2 separate regions of the Gasterosteus aculeatus genome follow, and region 1 is linked to region 2. A link is a contact called in public Hi-C data. All regions are on one chromosome and are shown on one strand. Each heading gives the region's core, a stretch centred on a gene start, on an enhancer-like site or on the middle of the called end of the contact. The rest is flanking DNA. Distances are from core to core; before and after follow the strand shown. Region 1 has its middle 54 kb from the start of spry1. Region 2 overlaps afg2a (AAA ATPase AFG2A).

Region 1 (7,616 bases), core at 3,499-5,998, 99 kb after region 2:
CCCGCCCCCTCCTCCCGCCATCCACATTCTGGAGATGTTTGTTTCCCATGTAAAGAAATGTTCCGGCTCTGGTTTCTCTCACAACACAGGGAAGCGTGTGCTGAACTCAAGCACTCGGAGGACGGACTACATGCTGCACTGGGTTGCGTCTTTATGCATGTGTGCGCGTGCTTTGGATGCACTGTGAGATTCAACTTCTTGACGTCATGCAGTGAAAAGAAGAGGTTTACAGAACGTGGTCATGGTCGTTGTTCTTTAGACCCCCGCCTGTTTTCAAGGAACGGACGTCACATGCTGCCGTGACAGGCCTGCCTGCCTGCCTGCCTGCCGGCCTGCCGGCCTTTTTCTCTCCAAAACAGAGGAGCAGAATGGACGCAGCTGCGCTCGGGCCCCTCTGGGATCCGTGCCGAAATGAAACTATCAAATGCCTCCGGACCGAGGACAGATTTCTTAATGTGTGAAAGCTGCGTTGTGTTCACAGACGTGTTTTGTCTGCACTTTTGGACTTGTTAATACAAAAGCCCCCCCCCCCCCACCGCCCTCTTCCCCTTTTTTTCCCTTCATATCGCTGTGGGGTTATTAAGAAAGCGGAGCTGGAAGGGGGGAGTTGGGGTGGGGGGGGGGGGGGGGGGGATTCTGTTGGTCGTCCTGTCGGGAAATCAACTGGTTAGAATAACTCTGCAAGTCCTTGGCGCAGCGAATGGGGAAGGCTGTTTGGTGGAGGGTGAAGGTTTGATGGCGAGACGAGGTGAAGAGGCGGGTACGCTGTGGGGCGTGAGGTGGGGGTGGGGTGCAAAGACTTTTAGGAAAGAGCTGGCGGGCTTCCTGCCCCTCGTCTGAAATCGTGCCCCAATCACCCCATTCGCATGCTCGGCTCTGCGTCTGTTTTTCTCTATTAAAGCGACTTATCACAACCGACAAGGCGCATGAGGCCATCAGAGAAGGAGCCTGTCAGAGCCCCTCTGTGTGCTCGGCCCCCCCCCCAGCCGCCTTGGCCTTGGCCTAACCGTTGACTCTCAGCTGCCGACCAGAGCCAGAGGCATCATGGGAGCTGCGAGTGCACTTGTGGCACAAGTTGTGATTGACAAAACTCTGGCAAAGGAGAATAAATTACGAGTGAATAAGCGGAGTTATGGGTTTTTTTTCGGGGGAAAAGAATAATTTATTTTGTAAGAACTTTACGAAGAACATTGCATTGAGGTCAGAAATCCACCTTTTCGACCTTTTGGGAGTCGACGTTACGTGGACATGAATTTGGGCTGATTGTTCTAAGCTCGTCCAGAGCAAAGTTCAGATTAAATAAGTGGAATCTTCCAAAAGGGTTTAGCCTAATAAGTGATAACTCGTATCACTCGTCGCTTCACAACCACTATCTAGATTCCCTTGAGCAAGGCACCCCTCCAAAAAGTGCAGTGGTGAAGCTTCTAGGTGTAGAAGGTTGCTTATCAGTATAAATTCTGTTTCTTTCCGTACCATTGACGATGATTCTCAATACGATGCAATCGTTGCAAACACCACATACGCACATGTGTGTATTTATTAGACTCGGCACGCACAATATCATCCTGCGTTGCTACGGTTATTCTGGAATGCTTTAAAGAGTAAAATCAGATGTCCGCTGCTAATTAGGCTCTCTCAACCATCAAGTCAGTTAATGGATCTGACAGCAGACAAGAAGCAAACATTTTCCATTTGGAAAAGAAAAGCAAAGTGCGTTCGATTTAAAATGAAAGCTGAACCAACAATATTTCCTTCTTCCACATCCGCGTGTAAACACTTCTTTCTTCCCTGTGCTGTTTGCAACTTGCAGGATGGTGGACCGAAGGACGCCCCCCCCCCCCCCCCCCCGTTTTGGAAACACGCTTGACGCGGTTGCCATGGCGGCTGCGGTTAGTCGCGTATGTTAGTTTGCACAGAAACATTTCCCACGGGCGTCCTTACATTCAGGTGTTCCTCGGCGGCCTCCAAACAATTCAATGAGATGAATTACATTCGCCTCCACGTTCTCCATTGTTTGAGCCATTTGTCACTTTAACACCTTTTGCTCTCCAAATTCTTGCGATAAAGACACTCCGCTTGTTTTTCTGTACACTTTTTTTCCCCTGTGTCTTGATTGTCCTGTTGTCAAAAGGAAGAAAACACCAGCTAAATATGATATCACAGATATTAGATATAGCTGGTGTTATGGAAGGTACCACCTCTTGTGTCACTGTCACGCTATGGAAGTTTTTCATGTTCAGGCAACTAAACAACTTCACAACTTTTCAGGAAAATCATCATGGCTTGAAATAAAAGAATAATATAATTTCTTTAATAAGAAACAACATCACAGGAAAACAGGTTGTACGCTTTTGTTGAACCCTGCACCACCAACAACTTTCTTACTTCCTCAAACATGATCACGTTGATAAGAATCTAAATAGTTAACGGTTAATCAGTTTTTCGGAGCATTTGCCTCCAAATGATTGACGAGAGCAGAGCGATGGGAGTCGGCAGCTCGTGTAAGTCGAAGCGTTCAGCCTCTTCTGTCCTCTAATTCTTTTAGTGTTTTGTTCGTGCGCTTCAGGCTGTATTCAACTCCGCATTTCCATGGCGATGCGAGCGGATGAATCTGACGGGACACGTTTGGAGAGAATCTCTCTGTTGTTGTTGTCATGGAGAGGAGGCCGCATGCAGAATGAGTTTGTCTCCGCACGGGAGGAAATGCGTCTGACAACTGCAGAGCCCCGAGGACGAAACCGAACACCGAGCGGCTCGGCGGAGGCGATCCGCGATGGGCTTCTTTATTTTGGGGTAATAATGGGATGAGTGGCATGACGCGACTTGCAGAGGTTGAGAGCCTGGAGAGAGAATAAGAGAGAGAGAGGAGGAGGGGGAGGGGGGGGGCAGATAACTGCAGGCCTTAATTTTGGATCAAACTTCACAGGTCGGTGAAGGAAGGAGCAGATTGTGCAATGTTACACTTTGTTATTCTGTTGTGAGAAGTTCTGCACATGTCCACACGTTGTTATTACGGTTAACACTTATATAAATGCCTTTGAGTTGAGTTTTGAGAAGATTGTTGATGCCGGGCTCTTTTGCAATGTAGGAGCAACCGAGGACACTTTCGAGGAACTCGAGGTTCTTGTTTTTGGTTGGTTTCCCAACCGGGGTGGAGTCCGCAGTTCAGTACTTCACCTCAAACGCCTGAGTGAAAGGCCCAAGTCGTCACTGGTAACAAAAGGAATCGATTGTTGGTTTTTTTGTGATCTTATTGACGTAGATTTTAAAAAAAAACTTGAAGGCTCAACTGGCTGAAGAAGCAAAAGCCTCATATTTGCTAGAGGTCAATAACTACACCCATGACCACAGCCATGTGTAATTATTTGTTTTAGTAGTGTTGTTGAATCAAATATAAACTATTATTAATCAGCATCCACCCAGAAAATACGGCCCATCCTTCACAGATCTCCATAAGACGAATGCTCTGTCAATCCCTGCTTAGCAAGCTGCTCTTGACCTTATAAGTGCAGGAATTCAGGAAACGTATCGGAGTCTGTTGGTGGTTTTTGTTGCAGCCTCTCGACGACTTTAATGCTCGATTTAACTCTTACATCATTAGCTGGAGCCAGACAAAGTTTAAAAGTTGAAATGGAAATTGGTCAATCTCTCGACATGCGGCGTATTTCATCAACGTGACAGGCTGATGAGATGCCAGCGGGCACGAGCCCGGCTGACGAGCAGCACTCGTTTGCATTCCCGGCTGCAGCAATCAACGGCGGCCGAGGCCCGAAAACGCGGCGTGGCGGCGGCGGCGGAGAGGCCCGTCGCTGCGGAGGGGCCCCCCCCCCCCGGTGTGGCATGCGAAGCGCCCTCAACACCTCGCTAAGTATAACCTCTAGCTAAGGAATAAATAACATGGCTGTCTTTCCTCGTGGCAGGGCCAAACATGCTGGTTTTGGACGCGGTTCAAAAAGCTTTGATTTTGAAAACTCGGGGAGGTGAAACAAAATTACATTTACAGCCTTCGACAGCCGGCAGCTTTTCTTTTTTTTTTTTTTTGTTCATGTTCTCGCTCCCCCACAACAGTGAAAGCTTCTCGTCGGGGAACCGTCATCTTGATCCTCAAAGCACTCCGAGTGTCAGGGCCCGTCAAACTGGCTGCCGTCGATGACGCGTGTCACCCCGCAGCCATGTAACAGGTTTAGCAGCAGAGAGGAAGCGGAGGCCCGAAGAGGGATGCCTGCGTCCCCAGCAACATCAGTTCAACTCACGTTGAGGATTTTCCAAATCCCCAGGTCTGTTTCGCGGCACCTCGTGCATCTTCCACGTGCGGCTCCACGTGACTTCTCGTGAGTTGGCAGCCGACCGCAGCACGAACTAGGTCGTTCGTGTCAGTAACTGACAATATGACAGCGAGCTAAAAAAAACATATTTCACCACCAGCCGAAGCCGGTGGAGAGTTGATGTCTTCCGTGTGCACCCGTCTGTCCACAGGCTGATGTGGCTTACAACTGGACCATTCAGACAAACATTCAGCCCTTGACTCCTTTTTAACTGCCAATCGGGGGGGTGGAGGTCGTCAATCCCTAAAGTGGCAAGAGGCACTTTTGTTGTCTTTCAGAAACTGTGGTTTGGTCTCAATTTGAAGCAGATTACCTCCGTGACTGATATGTTGTGATACCCTAATGTTCAGTTCCCATGTTGGATATATTCGCCGTGGTCTCGTCTGTAAGGGGGCGTGATTAAACCTTAAGGAAACCCCCACCTGGCAAAGATCTGCACTCAAACCAGTGCACTTTTCTAGCCTTTTCTGTTATTTTTTTTATAGTAACAGTTAGACAACAGTGCCATCACAAGGCCAAAACGCTTTGCATCCAGCAAACTGTGAATAAACAATGAGCACTAAGAGAAAGACAGATCGTCACAGCTGTTCTAAAGCAACTCTACTCGAATCAAACTGCAAAGAAGCATCTTGGGCATAAATCCGTTTGAGTAAAAGCGGCAGATCAAATGTTCCGTTGCAGAACAAAAGTGTGATCATCCTCCAACACCCGTACGGTTGTCTTATGATGAAGAGTGAAAAGAGAAGGTCAACAGCTCCGGTAACTAGCTGCTGTTGACAGTTCAGCTTTCACCGGCCTGTCGTCAGTGTCCAAATGCTCAATACTGTCACCCTGCTGATGACCTTACTGACACCGAGTTACTCACAGTACACAAACGCACGCCTAAAGACACAAACTCACCAGCAGAGGTTACACACAAGTTGCCAATCACTATTGCTAGGAAGCTGCTGCCACATTCGCTGTGTCCAAACTTGGATCATGCGCTTGTTTGAGCAAAGAGCATCAACACATCTGGTAAGTTAAGAATGCTTAAAGGACAAGGGAACACTTTGGGTTTCTGCTGTCTGGCTCACGGGTTCCCTTAAAGTGTTTCTTGGCTCCAAACTCCACATTAGCTTCTGCGCGTGAGCCACCCGCACGCCATTATGAAACGGGCATGCTATGAAGACTGAGACAGGGATGAGGTCGGGTGGACGATTGTGTTAATGTCCTTAACCAATGTGTAACATCACGCAACAAGTTCTTTTATCCAACAGACATGCTCGTATCAACCCAAAACCCTGGTGCTTTTTCTCAAAACTCATCGAGCACGCTTAGAAATGAAGTTCACCTGCGTTGGAGGTTTGTCTTGAAAAGCGATATATAGGTCGACTCTTGGATGTGTTTTGGTCTTTATATATGAAAACCTGATGAATGAAGCTGCTTTCCCCGCGTGGACACAACCTGCTACATCAAACCAAATTGAAAGAATCCTCCAGTTTGAGCTCTGAATCCACTGCAAACACCGTTTGCCGGACCCCCCCCCCGTCGGCGACGTGCTGTATTATTCCCTACCTTCGCTTTCAGGCTCCATCTGGTAACTTCTCATTTGTCTCCGGCGGTGGTGACACAATGAAAACGGCAACACGCGGCGCCGGGCCGCCGCACGCAGCGAGGAGGCGCCCGGCCGCTTTATTGGCAAAGGTGCTCCAGTGAATTAAGCAGCCGCCTTTGTTCCTAAACCAATATTGCGAGACTATAAAGGGGTCGGGGGACGACAGGCGCACACAAAAGGCCCGCTGTGGAGGTGGACGGGCCGGCAGGCGGCTCTCCGTGGACGTACGGACTTTGGTTTAGGTCAAAAGGGAAATGACAGAACATTCCAGAAGACCACAGCTGTCCCGCCCGGCCGCACAGCTGCCGTCGTCTCGTCCGTCTCCTGACTGCCCGTCTTTCTCTCGCCCTCAATGAAATGTTTATTTGACGTCACACTGCCTGCGTCTGTCTCTCTGTCCACGCACAGGCCTCCTGTGTCCGCTGAGGATTTGACTGGCAGGGTTTTATCTCATTAGACTCACGGCCAAACGGTCGTTTGTGGTCGTTGAGGTTTTAAATCAAGGAACAATCAGAAAATGAAGAACTGTAACCCGAGTACTCTGAAGCGCCTCCATAACAGATACAGATACTGTTTGAATGCTCCTGCAGATCAAAGTACTACATTTACTACACGAATATGGGATATTCTCTCAGATCACTCACAAACAAAAAATTTGGATTAGCCTTAAATTGGTGTTGGACTCAAGACTTTCACATTCTTTCTGTGTAGTTTTATAAATATCAACACAGAGTAATAAATGAATGATTGATGAATAGCGAATAGGTTTTTTTCTGGTATAATTGTGACTCATTTCGCAGACGACGGAAAAATCTGTTTTTCTATGCATAATATATATATTCTTAATTGTATTATATGAAATATTATCAAACTTTACTCCTCATAATAAATCCACCCTCCATGTGCTCCATAGTTTTTTCCCCCGATGACATTAACAAACTGGGTTGTTGAATATCATCCCAGCTAAAAGAAACAACAAATATGGTCTCATGAATACAATACACACAATATAATGTACAACTTCCAAAACATAATCACGTATAAATTGTGAGAAAGCCAATGACTGACGTTCTTATTCTTGGAAAAGTTTGTCACTCGTGTCACCACACACACTTTATTATTTATTTATTATCATTTATCCCTTTTTTCGACGCCTTCATTTTGATGTTTTCTCATCCTTGGAACTACAGCAAAGGATTCCTTCATCTTCTAAACCGAGGCCCCCGTGGATCCTCCTCCCTGTCGATGGCGTTTTCGACATGAACTCGATAGCACTCAGAGCGCAGGCCTGCACACGCTTTGGCATGCGTGTGTCTGTGTGTGTGTGTGTGTGTGTGTGTGTGTGTGTGTCCCATGAACTTTCTATTATGCAACAGCCAAGTGGTGAGATCCAAACAAAGCCAATGGATAATCGCTCCACTTACACCCGTGGATTGCCCCCCCCCCCCCCCCCCCAGCCGTGCGTTGTCCCACAGTTGCCACTTGTGCGTCCGTGCTTTGCATCATTCCTCAATCCTTATCAACACAACGAGGGCGTCTTTCTCCAACGAGCCGCAGCGGTTGATTCCTCCAGCCGCGCTCTGGGAACAAAAGGGCGTTAGTGAACGATTTGATCTCAGCGATGGTCCCACATCACACAGCTGAAGATAAGTTTGGAGACGGAAGGCCCTCGGGGGGGGCACAACATGTGGGTTTCC
Region 2 (6,841 bases), core at 2,782-5,281:
CCCACGTTCAGCACCCTGCCGGCCGTTATGGCCCCCCTTTGGGGGCATTACCATACCAATGGTAGGAAATGATGGGACAAATGAAGATTAATGGCTCGCCGGGGTGTCAATGAAGTCATTCAGGAAGCTCCTGGGGGCCTCGATGAAGTGGGGGAGGTCTGGGGGGGGTTTGAGAAGAGCAGGCCTGATGTCCATCTTTCAACCATCCTGGATCAAGCCTGTACATGGTGGTCTTAGGTTTGAAAACACCTCCTCTAACTTCTTTTATTATTAAATAACAACTTGAGCGTTGTAATCCTGTTTTAATACACGAAGCTTCAACTTCTATAACTGAGACATCCTTTCCTTCTCCTACACGCTCACAAAGTCCTCCGACTTCCTCCGGCCTTTGTACCATCGGTGACAAACACGACCAAGTATGCAACAACACGCAGACATAATGTGACTGATGCAGCTGAATCACATCCTCACAAACGGAAAACAAAAGATAGCGGATAAATGACTTCTTTTTTTTTTGATTTCATACAAAAGGACACAAAGTCCTGCGATTTCCTCTCGCTTTTGTATCACTTTCGATGGTTCCTACGCACTTTATTCCACAGTGCAGGCGGACCAGAATAATCTGTTCTTGTGCCAAACACACACACACACACACACGTTGCTCTGTTTAACTCCGGCGGCATCATCTACGGCCGCATATCTAACCGCACTAAGAAGTGACTAATGTAAGTAGGTTAGTCCATTCCTCCACGCGATGACATGTCACCAGACCCCGGCCCCCCCTTAAAACAACGTCTTACACTTCCTCTTCCCTTTTGTATTGCGCCAATCAGCCGAGCCCACCTCTGACCTGCTGTGACTGGGCCGTGGTGATTGATTAGCACCGCTGGGGATATTTATCCAGCCTTTTGAGGAGGAAGAGCCTCCTGTCACTCTGTTTGTCGAGCAGCTGTCCCTCCAGTTGATGGCTCAAACACCCAGGCGTCGCTTTTCAGCCACTTTTTAGGCTTACCGCTCCACCACTCCACTCGTTTGGACTTTTAATTTATTTATTTGTACTCCTCCGGTTGTTTTCTGTTGGTCGCTTATTCCTCAGGAGAGATGGTGTCTATTTTTTCACCGAAGTTCCTATGTGTATTTACCCAAATGTGTGCCAGGCGTTATCTATCAGGACTGCTTACAGTGGAGATGATGACAAGCAGATGGGCATTTTGTTTGGGAACACAAGTTCCCAACTGGGCTTTTATCAGATCGGGGGGCTGAACACCAAACAGGCATTCGAATGGGCAACACCTCCATCCTGGAACTCTAAAAGGAACAATTAATGTGGCCGATGAGACTTTGACACTTGTGACGCCCTGACTATCCTGTCAATACACATCCGCAGTCAGGAAAATACGCGTGGAGTGGTTTCAACGATCACGTGATGCATTTTAAATGTATTATTCTGATAACAAAGATGTAAAACCCAGACAATACGTACATTTAAGAAGCCATGCTAGCGCCTTGACCCGAGGGGTTCCTCAATTGGCAAGTACACGCTAAACCGAAATGGTGAACGGTTGACATTATAGCGGCTGATGGTCGGGATTCCTCCGAGGAGGGAGTTGTACCAGCTTTCAGAAGACCAACCAAAGCGGCTTCTGAGAGGTCAAACGGATGTTCTCTCTCAGAGGAGTCTGGGGCCTTTGCGGAGAGCGAGGAGATGACGGCTGCAGTAGATCCCAGCACTCGTCTCCACTCCAACATGGATTATTCCTGTGTTGCTGTCTGGAATGCATCTCGACCAAGAAAACAAAGCAATCAACAGCATTTATTCATTGCATATGTCAGTGCCCCCCCCACCCCCCCACTCCCCTCCTGCTTTGTACTGTAATGTGGCTTCTGAACAGGAGGTGGTGCCAAACCGGACACGGGTCAGTTCTTTTCACAGTTTTGACAATGCTGACAATCGCTACGGATTAAAAAAGGCACGACGGAGTAAATGCAGGCGCTCCCGGTGAAGTAAGGAACCCGTTCCGCTGAGGAACACAGTGCGCACTCAAAGGGATACGAGGAATTCGGATAAAAGCCGTGACTAATTGTGGCCAACTGTCTTTGTGGTGCGGGCGACAGCGGGGAGCACGTCGCGCTGAAAGGAGTTTCACCACATGACAACGGGCCGCAGGCTGACTCACGGCCCGGCGGAGGATTCCGTAGTATTCCCGTTGTATTTGGTTTACGATACCTTGTGCAACTTGCACTGCATTTCACTGTTGTCTCCAAATATAGCTGAAAGCTCCTCAGCGCTGAGACCTGCGAGGCCTTGTGAGATGTTTCACGAGCCTCCGCGGTCTCGTGGTTCTTCTTGCTCTTCTTCCTCTTGTTTTTTACCGAGTTAGAGCTCCTTCTTTTTTGTCAACGTCCATTGAGCGGACCGCGGCCGCCGTGATTCATAACGTCTGCCCTCAGGCGCATTCACTCCACGGAGCTCCACTCCGTGGCTCGCCGGGGCTTCAGCGCCACTCGTGCAAAGTAAACAGCCGCCACCGGGCCAGTCGGCGCGGCACCAACATCTGCCAGTGTTTTCCCGAGCCGGTCTGGACGTTTGCTAATTGTAATCACAGTCGAATTCCCCCAGACTGCAATTAGCGAGCCACTTGGTAAATATTCAGGCACAAGCTAAGTGGACCTTTGATCATTCTTTTTCTCCTCTCCTCTCGTTCTGTTGCATTTAAAGCTCATGTCACTGTGTGTGTGTGTGTGTGTCCCAGATTTAATCAGTGGTGTTTTGCAAATGATTTACACTTTCATCACATGCCTGGTGAACCAGCATATTTGTTTTCCCCCTCATGACTATTTAAGACAACAGCGACCAAATGAGTTATAAAATCATACGAGCAGATCGCACGTTCATTTTTCTGAAGCTGTTCTCGCGGAATCGTCGTTGAATCGGACAAGTGCCTTGTTTTCCCCGACCGAGGGTCCCAGAGTGGAAGTTGTAACCCCTTCTGGCTCCAAAGTAAAGAAATCGAACTTGGCCTCACGCCTCCTTAACGTTTCGCTGCGTCAATACCTTTTTTTTGGAGAAAACCCTCCCGCCGGCCAGTCGCAACAGGCCGCGTTTTATTTTTCGTCGGCCCGACATCCTTGTCTCTCTTCTGGTGACGAGCGCGATGGAATCTCTCCTGGCGTTTTCTCTCTGATTGAACGCGGCGCTCTTCTCTTCCGGCTGGTCGCCAGCGCGGGTTTGAGTTCTCGGTATCGACCAGCGAGCTTTGCTTTGCTCAAACGCCGCTCGCCCGCCGTCCTGCTTCCAGGGTATTGGAAGTATTTCCGGCCCCGGTTGTGTTTCTATGGTGCAGTAATTAGAAGGCAGAGCGAGAGTCTTGGCTTGTGGCTTTCGAAGCTACAGTGGCAAAAGAAAACAAAAAGTGTGTGTGTGTGTGTGTGTGTGTGTGTGTGTCTATGCACGTAACGGGATAGCACCGAGGGATGGATGAGCTCTGGGAAGCTGTGTGCATGTGTGTTTGTGAGCATTGGGGGGGGGGGGGGTAGGATCCCCAGGCAAGTATCAAACTTCAAGGGCTGTATTAGTATCAGCTTACACGTGTGTACAAGAATACCACCGCAAAAAGCCTCCGATGAAGAAACCGACCTGCCAGCCCAGCTCTGGCCACATTAGAAGAAAACTCCAAAGTTACTGCAGGATGCAGTATATTAGGCACAGCAGGAGGGGCGGCCTGTCAGAAATACACGCCAGGCAACAACTTTAACGCCTTTCAAACTACAGCGTGGCCCTCTGAGAGCGCCATCCTCCGGGTTGGAGGTTTGTATCTGTTCCTTTTCATCATTTCCGTTTGTCAACCAAGTGCTCTCTTTGTTGAAGGAGTCAAGCTTTATTATTCTAACGACGATCTGCATCTCAGTCAGCTTCCCCAGACACGAGGACGGTGTGTGTGTGTGTGTGTGTGTGTGTGTGTGTGTGTGGGGGGGGGGGGGGTAGGGAGGAAATGAGGGCTCTTTGTGCTCTGCTACCTGGCAGACATCTCCAGCATGTGTCGTCTTGCCTCTTGGCAAGCCGAGACCACCGGCGCCCTTGGAATGCTCTCAGTTCAGGAAATCTCGTTTATTCTCACAAATGCTCCCCCCCCCCCCCCCCCCCACAACGCCCTCCACCCCCCTCCCTGCTCTACAGCTGCACACAGTATATTTCCCTCTTTTTTACGCCTCAGTCTGACTTTAGTGCCTTTTTTTAAAATTGCCTTTCTCTGTATATGGTTTTGCCCGTTTGTGTTTGTCTGATCCGTCCGTGCTCTTTGTGTTGTCCCTTTAGACACAGCAGGGGGGTGATGTTGGATGGGGGGTGATGTTGGATGTGGGGTGATGTTGGATGACCAGTAAGCAAAACACACGTCACAATGACACAGTGTGGCTACTATCCAGTCCATGCACATGCTACTGTTAAACAGAAACAATCCATTTTAACAGACAGTCACATCTACTTACTCTCCAAGTATCCCCCCCCCCCCATCTCCAAGTATTGTACCGCACTATGCTGTGTTTTCAGCATCCGATAAGCCTTCAAGCTGATAAATCTACTACTCAAACTGGCCTCGCCGGCTTGTATTTCACGGCTCTATTTCACGCGTGCCTGAAACGACATGCCCCCCCCCCCCCACCAAACACAGACCAAGTACGGTGCCGACACATGTGGAGAAAGTGTCCCAATCTACAGAAAAGTGTCCCAGTAAATTGGTTGTTAGAGAATATGCTGACTTAAATATGATGTAATCATTCATAAGAACTGAATCAGAACATAAGAATAAAGAATAATGGGTACAACTTATTTAGTTTGACCGGATCACATTGTACTGTGTTGATTTATGGAACTCAGTGTTTCTGAATACATTTCAATGTCCATATCGTTACTTCTGATGCCTCTTGGCTATTTGTATTTCTTGGCTTTTTGTTCCCTCAAATCCGAGATGGCTCCCCTTAATTTCCAAAAAATATATATTTTCACTGAAATATAAGATTTCTGTTACACATTACACGTTGTTACAATCAGGGATGCTAACGCCGGCGTCTTAGGCCAGTAATTGAAAACCTTTGCGCTCGATGAGCTGCGGGCTCGTGAGACGTTCTGCCCGGTCGTCCTCTAGTCCGTGTGAAGCCCGGGGCGAGAGGAAGAAGTCATCATTCGCCACCATCTTGGTATCCAGACCGACGTACAGAATAGAAGCTGGCAGGGGGCCCAAGAGGGAGGGGTGGGGGTTGCAACAAATAATACCCCCTTTGTAAGTCCCAGATATCTGCAGCTGAACCTCCTGATCCCGGCTCTGTGCTCCGCGGATCCCGACACCACATTAGGAGCTGCTTACAACTGGACCAGGTGTAAGTTCTGGGCGGATTTGAAATGGGAGTTGGAGGAGGAGGCGCAGCGATGATGATGCAAAAGGAGCCGCAGTGTGAAAGACGGCGAGACAAATGCGCCGTTGTGTCCAATGTCGATGAGCGTCCTCCGCCGGCCTCCGTCGTCTTCATCAAGATTTAAGTTGCCCAACGTGGCTGAAGGGACGTGGATCCCTCTGCAGCCCTTCTGTGTGGCCCAGCTGCACGTTTACATCGCTGCGGGTGAAGGGTCAAGGAGATGCCTTCGGACACTGAGGCCTTTGGCAGCTTTTTGCGTGTTCTTGAGGAACGATGCATATGAGTGATTAGTTGCAACCAATTAAAAAAAAAGACTGAACTTTGCCGACTAGTTCAACTTTGAGGAAACAAGTGACGGCTTGGAGCTTCCTTTTTTTTTTCTCCATGTCATCTCTGTAGTCAGAGTAATTAATGTCTATCAGGAAGCCCCCAGAAACACTCTCAAGCCCAGAAAAAGGAAACCCTGACTGTGGTCAAGGGGGGGTCACACCCACGAAAAACTCTGATGTGTTTCTGGTGACGGGGGGCTACGGGGCGGGTCCGTCCTAAATCCTGTTGCCCCGAGAAATGAAAGAATTGGAGAGGCTGCCTGACCAGTGTCCTCCAGGCCAGACCCCACAACTAATCTCCTTCATCTCGTCTTCTCGCTGGGGGGGGGGAAATGCTACACTTTCTTCCTCTCCCTCCTCCTCTGGGATCCTGATCGCCTCAGGGAGCTGTGGCCCTTCTATCGCCCATCCATTGCCCCACTGATCCCCACCGCACTACTTACCCGCCTCACCTCCCCTCTCTCCCTCGACTAAGCCGCCCCCCTCCTCCTCCCTCACTCCCTCCTGGGCCTCCGAGCTGGACTGCCTTCCCTTTCTGGCTTTCCCCTCTTCCTTCCTTCCTCAGTTCCTCCACTAATAGCTCCCTTGTTGCTGACTGCTTGGGGCTGCCAGCTGAGCGGTCAATCGTGGAAGATTCATTCGCGACGCGGTAATTGTAAACAGACAGCGAGAGAGAGAGAGAGAGAGAAAGAGAGAGAGAGAGAGAAAGAGAGAGAGCGAGCGAGCTTCGGACCGGCTGGTCGCTGACAGAAAGCAGAATGGAGGAACTTTGTACTCTTTCTCAGGCTCCTTCTTCCCCTCCTCTTTTTTTTTTTTTTCTCGCTTTCTCCCGCCTCCCTCATTTTCTGCCCCTCATAATTTAGGCACCGCTCACATCGGTGGCCGACCTGCGTCTCATTCCCCCCCCCCCCCCCCCCACGGGTGTCTTCATCGAGCCCGGCTGAGCGCTCGCTACGTGCTTCTGCTCTCGTTTTGTTGGTTGCGTTTTGGCCTCCGGGAGGATACACGAGGAATCACACAAAATAAACCTGTTCAGCCCCCAAACTCCAAACATGGGATGTTCTTAGATGTTCTTGAGTTTTAAGTCATTTGATGTTTTT

What was found. A called contact is a pair of places that touch in the nucleus more often than the background predicts.
Region 1: a Hi-C map of whole body shows a contact between it and region 2, with 2.7 times the contacts expected there. The contact joins two enhancer-like sites. A contact is called at or near these places in 5 of 6 Hi-C or Micro-C datasets (liver, skeletal muscle, tail fin and 1 more).

Annotation. Positions count from the first base shown.
Region 1 is chr4:3,519,748-3,527,363 of fGasAcu3.hap1.1, forward strand. No RefSeq gene overlaps it. Among protein-coding and RNA genes, the nearest start is that of spry1, 54 kb to the left of the region's middle. Within about 2 kb of position 4,749, at least 5 of the 9 cell types and tissues checked have open chromatin away from gene starts, as enhancers often do.
Region 2 is chr4:3,421,875-3,428,715 of fGasAcu3.hap1.1, forward strand. The region is part of intron 15 of afg2a (AAA ATPase AFG2A); the gene reads left to right. Among protein-coding and RNA genes, the nearest start is that of LOC144406281, 5.5 kb to the left of the region's middle. Within about 2 kb of position 4,032, at least 2 of the 9 cell types and tissues checked have open chromatin away from gene starts, as enhancers often do.